Linked DNA regions of Mus musculus: region 1 is linked to region 2. Evidence: chromatin contacts called from public Hi-C data. All regions are on one chromosome and are shown on one strand. Each heading gives the region's core, a stretch centred on a gene start, on an enhancer-like site or on the middle of the called end of the contact. The rest is flanking DNA. Distances are from core to core; before and after follow the strand shown.

Region 1 (2,700 bases), core at 26-2,525, 180 kb after region 2:
GATGGTCTGAGCCTTAGCTCACTGCTGTTCCATTTCACTGATCCATACACTTAGGATTGGTTCTCTAGCTGCGTTATACTTCAATTAAAAATGACGTTATTTTTACCAAAAATGTAGATATTGTCCTGGAGAGATGGCTCAGTGGTTAAGAGTTCTCAGAGCTCCTAAAGAGGACCTGAGTTAGGTCTCTAGCACCCGTGTGAGGCTCTCAGAGTTACCTGCTAACTCCACCTCCGGGGAGATCCAATTTCTCTGCTCTCTGGGGACTCCTGCACGGTATGTTCATGCCACACACATACATGTAATTAAAAAGAAATGCTTTTTAAAAATCTAAGTATTAATTTTTCAAGTTATAAACTAAGTGGTACTGTTAACATTAGTGGTTGTAGTGTTAACATTAGTGATGTAGTGTAAATGCGAAAGACCCCAAAGTTAGTAGTTGTGTATGTTTGCAAAAACAGACTAGGGTTGAATGTCAGTCAGAGTGAGCTGCCAGTAGTTTTTATCTTTAGTCATCTCTACAAAACCGCTGTTGCTTGTTTACAAGCTATTCCTTTAAAACCTGTGTATACGTGTGTGGGAACATGCAGTTGCCCATGGAGGCCGGCAGCATCCCAGCCCCAGGAAACGGGAATTAACAGGCTGTCATGAACTACCCGCTGTAGTGCTGGAACCTGGACGTGGGTCCTCTGGAAGAGCCACTGAGCCAGCTCTCTAACCCTCTCTAGTTCCTGCTCTTTGTCGGAGACCATTGCTAGCATGTTGTCTGTTTTCTCACAGGGCTGACGGCAGTGAATGTGTACCCAGTGCCCAGCCTGCTCACTTCTTTGGAGCTCTCCCAGTGAGTCTGTCCACGAGGGTGGAGCTTGTTTTGATTGGGGGGGGGTGCTGTCTCAGGGGAGGGGGAGAGATACTATTTCGTGGCTAAAGGAAGGAGGGTAAGAGGAATTAGATCTCTGCTGTCTGAATAAACAAAGTGTTGCTTAATTCCACTGTCTTCACCTTTCTGTCTCCATTTGTCAGGAGAGCTGTTGCCTTGCTTGCCATTTCCTTATCTCGTCAGCAGCTCACTTTTGGCCATCTCTAGTTCACTTTTCCCTGATGATACTACTCCTTCTTTTAAAAGGCAGCTTTCAAACTGGCCATGTTCTTTGTAATGCCATGTCAGTCGTTGCTTCTGTGTCTTTGGTTCTGTTGTGTTCTCCTGCAGGCAGTCACCCCCCAGTTCTGACTTGGCACACTGCCCTGTTGCAGATGCAGTCTCATTGAGTCCAGTGATTTGAGTCACTGAGTGTTGGCATCCGCCAGTTTTCTAGACTGAGCCTCTCCTCTCAGGTCAGGCTTATGTATCCAGTTCTTCGCCAGTTGGTTTTGCTACCCACACCCCAGGAGTCTCAAACCTCTGTAACATTAGCTCAACTTCCACTGCTCCGGACTTGTTTTCTGTGTCTGTTCATAATTCAGCCCCGTCAGGCCCCTGGTCCTCCAGGACCTGAAAGTAGCTTCCTTCCATCTTTCATTCTGTCCTCCTTCTTTACCTAATCCTTCTCTGAGTCATCGCCGTTGCTGCCCCTGGGCAGTGCTGGAATTCCTGCCTCTCCTTCAGCTGAATGACTACTCACTCAGGCCTGTATCACTCCTGCCTCTCATTCTTCTTTCCTCTTCCCTTTCTTCCTTCTTTTTCTTTCTTCTCTTTCTTCTTGGCAGAATCATCTTTATTGGGCTCCACCAACCAGTCATGTATTTAAAGCACACAGCTGACATCATCTGTATACTGTTTATAAACCCTTGAGGTAGGCCCTACACATATAGGATCGAGTAAGAACTTTGCAGACATGGTTTAGACCTAGTTCCAGCCTAACTTTCCCTGTTTCCAGGGAAACACTTCATGCTTGGCCTCCCATTACACAGCACACTCTTCCTTGCCATATCTCTGTGCTGTGACTCAAGTTGGCATCATTGCTGCTTAAGTATTTTCATGTAAGGTCACAGAATCTAACCCAGTTCATGTCATTTTTTTTGTTTTTAAGATTTTATTTATTTTATGTTATGTGAGTACACTGTTGCTGTCTTCAGGAACACCAGAAGAGGGCGTCAGACCTCATTACAGATGGTTGTAAGCCACCATGTGGTTGCTGGGAATTGAACTCAGGACCTCCGGAAGAATAGTCAGTGCTCTTACCCACTGAGCCATCTCTCCAGCCCAGATGTCATGTTTTTGAGCAGCTAGTGGCCTTGGCTATTTCAGGCCAAGTTTTCTTTTCACAAACTTGTCACAGCAAAGTCTGCTTCTCCTATAGCTCTCACTTCAGCCTGCCACATAACTGATATACACCTTGAGATCTGGAAGGGGTGGGTGACCTCTGACAGTAGAAGTCTGTATGATGCGGGCGGAGCTGTATGAACTATTTCGAGTTTGTTTTTCCAGTGACTTGAAACTTTGCCCTGCTGCTGGTTGCCTTTTGTGTCTACTTTCTCACTGTTACTCCTTCTGTTTTTCTGAGAATTTGCTTCTTTTCTCTCTGTCATTACCTATAGAATTCCTGGTTATCTTTGATGCCACTTCTCCCAAATCTCTCCTCATCATGTCTCACTGCATCCTGTTGCTTCTGTTTGAAGTCTTCTCTGAACGTGTGATGTCACACAGTTGGCCCACGTTGCTGTGCACATTTGAGTACTGGTCTCTCCCTTTCTACTTTA
Region 2 (2,797 bases), core at 13-2,512:
GAAAACAACCAAAACCAAAACCGGGGCCAACGAAGTCCTAACAACTGGATTAGCAGTATTGACTAGTACCGAGGAACCTGTTCTGTCAAAGTCAGAATATTGCAAGCTCGATCCAACTGAAGGCAACGTTTACTTAAGATAGGCATGGTTCAAGGGTACACGAAAGATGGAAATGTGGAAAAACAGATTCCTAATGCCACAAATAAATCACCAAGTGGGTACAAGTCACGCACTCATTCTTCATCAAACGTTTAATTGAAAGCACTCAGCTTTCTTTCATTTTCTTAATCCCCCAAAATGATGCTTGCCCTCTGTAGCTAAAAAAAAAAAAAAAGCTAAGGAAAATCCGTCTATGGGTCACCGAGGAGTTAGCAAACACAAAATAATGAAAGGACGGAAAGAGGCAAAAAGAAAGCTCAGCCTGCCCACCAGGTTCCCACAAGGCAAAACACTTCAAAATCTGAAACCGGGTGTGGGTGTAGGGTGCAGCTTTGGAGAATTTCTCATGGGAAATGACACAACTTGTGGCCCTGAGCTAAGGGGCAACGGAACTATTCCAGAGACCTGCCAACCTAGCCGAGAAGGCAGCTCCTCTTCATGCAGGGAATGGAATCAAGAGACTGCACACCGAGGGGGACCCAAATTCACTGAGGGAGAGGTGCGCCCCACAAAAAGGGAGCAGCAAAAAGGGAGAGACACCAGGGATGATGGCTTTTGATGATCCTTGTTCCGACAGGGGTACAGGCCTGAACTGGGGGAGTCTACGTTTAGGGTTAGTCGGGGTAGGGGGTCGGACGTGGAGGTGAGGCCAGGCCCCGCTGGCGACGCTTCCTTGTTTGGGGCCCCTTCCCGCCCTGAGAACTCGGACATCCTGACCCGCGGGGACAACCCCGTCGGGGCATCAGGGCCTGAGGCCGCCTTCTGGGCCAGGCGGGAAAGCAGCATCTAGAGGGGCTAGGCACGGCCTCTTTCGCTCGCTCTGCCCGCTGTTTAGGGGGCCCGCGGCCGGGGTGAGGCAACGGGCTTCTAGGGGGGCCCTTCCACTAGAGCTCCGAACCCAGGCCTGCTTGGCCTCAGGCCATCCCAGCGGCCACCGCTCCAGGCGACACTCACCGGCCCATCTCACGGAGCTCCCAGGACTCCTCCCGCTCGTCCCGGAGCCGCCGCCACCGCGGCCGCCGCCATCCCCGGCCCCGGAGCCGCCCCACACCCAGCGGGCACCCCCCCAAGCCGGGCGCCCGGAGATGGCGTTGAGCGCATCCCGCCCCCCCCCCGACGCGGAGAGATGACGTCACCCTGGCCTGGGAGCGCCGCCTACTTACACAGGAGGAAACTGGCCGCCTGCCCATCGTACCCAGCGCCCCCCTTTGGTGGGAAAATGAACGCCTGTCCCACTGAATGGGTCCAGGGAGTAGGTGATGTTTCCTTAAAAAGCTCCCAGACCTGGATTCCCTGGAGAAGTTTTCACAAGCTGTCACTAGAAGTCCAGATAGTGGAGATCCCTGGGGCCTTGTTTATGATGCCCCAGAATTTACTGGAGTAGAAAGATGGAAGGGTCATTGTAGGGTCAGGGTGAGAGAGAGCTGGGCCCAGACCTTTTCAAGGGTCAAGAGCCTTGTAAAGTTAGAAATAGCCTGAGGCAGCCAAAAAAAAAAAAAAAAAAAAAAAAAAGTGTGCCTGTGCAGGACCTAGAAAAAGATGAAAAAGTACTGAAGACCTGGGAGTGGGTGAGCAATAAGGACGGGATTCTTACTACAGTGGAAAGCAGGTTGGCTTAGTGAATACAGGGCTTGGCTACTGGTTTGGAATATTGTCACCCATATAATGCCAGTTCATACTAAATACTTGAATGAAAGTTTGATTGGCTTAAGCAGACACAAAAATGAATGGCTGATTTAGGTTGCTGATTGGAGGGGGAGGATTTTTTTTTTCTTATTTGTTCATTTGTTTTTGAGACAGGGTCACAAGTAGCTCAGAGTGGTTTTGAACTCACTGTGTAGTTTAGGGTGAACTTGAACTCTTAACCGTCCTGCCTCTATCTCTCAAGTTGATGGTATCACTGGTGCATTCGTTTCTTTTCTGTTGCTGGGATAAGACACAATCAAGGCAACTGCCAGAAGGATTTGAGTTTGTGGTTCCATTTGAGAGGGTTAGGAGTCCATTGTGGTGGGAAAGCTTGGCAGGGAGCAGCAGCCATAGAGGCTGGAGCAGAGAGGAGGGGGTCACATCTAGAACTTAGAAGCACAAAGCAGAGAGACTGAACCTGGAATTGCCTGTGGCTCTGAGCCTCAAAGCCAGGTCCCTAGTGACATAGGGACTCTAACAAGGCCATACATACCTTAATAGTGCCACTAACTGGCCACCAAGAGTTAAACATCTAAGCCTATATCGAAGTTTCTCATTCAAACCACCACAGCAGGCAAGCCCCACATTTGGCCAATAGTTGGTCTTGTGTTCAGATTACATTTATACAGAAAAAGTGATTATGCGTGTTTTATATAAAAGAGAGAGAGAGAGAGAGAGAGAGAAAACAGAAGTGTTGGGAGCCGCGCCCACATTCGCCGTTACAAGATGGCGCTGACAGCTGTGTTCTAAGTGGTAAACAAATAATCTGCGCATGTGCCAAGGGTATCTTATGACTACTTGTGCTCTGCCTTCCCCGTGACGTCAACTCGGCCGATGGGCTGCAGCCAATCAGGGAGTGACACGTCCGAGGCGAAGGAGAATGCTCCTGAAGAGGGACGGGGTTTCGTTTTCTCTTTCTCTTGCTTCTTGCTCTCTTGCTTCTTGCTCTCTT

What was found. A called contact is a pair of places that touch in the nucleus more often than the background predicts.
Region 1: a contact with region 2 is called in a Hi-C map of cerebellum, with 1.7 times the contacts expected there. The contact joins the enhancer-like site here to the promoter of Atxn1l in region 2. A contact is called at or near these places in 4 of 39 promoter capture datasets (the 3T3-L1 cell line, the C10 cell line and liver) and 3 of 484 Hi-C or Micro-C datasets (the HL-1 cell line, cerebellum and embryonic stem cells).

The regions. Positions count from the first base shown.
Region 1 is chr8:109,919,301-109,922,000 of GRCm38.p6, forward strand. It overlaps Phlpp2 (PH domain and leucine rich repeat protein phosphatase 2), which reads left to right. Exons shown (of 19, transcript NM_001122594.2): 10 at 781-841. Among named protein-coding and RNA genes, the nearest start is that of Marveld3, 42 kb to the right of the region's middle. Within about 2 kb of position 1,276, at least 79 of the 459 cell types and tissues checked have an H3K27ac peak or open chromatin away from gene starts, as enhancers often do. A contact at or near this core is called in the HL-1 cell line, where this site is marked.
Region 2 is chr8:109,736,518-109,739,314 of GRCm38.p6, forward strand. Atxn1l (ataxin 1-like) reads right to left here and starts at 1,263. Exons shown (of 4, transcript NM_001080930.2): 1 at 1,114-1,263.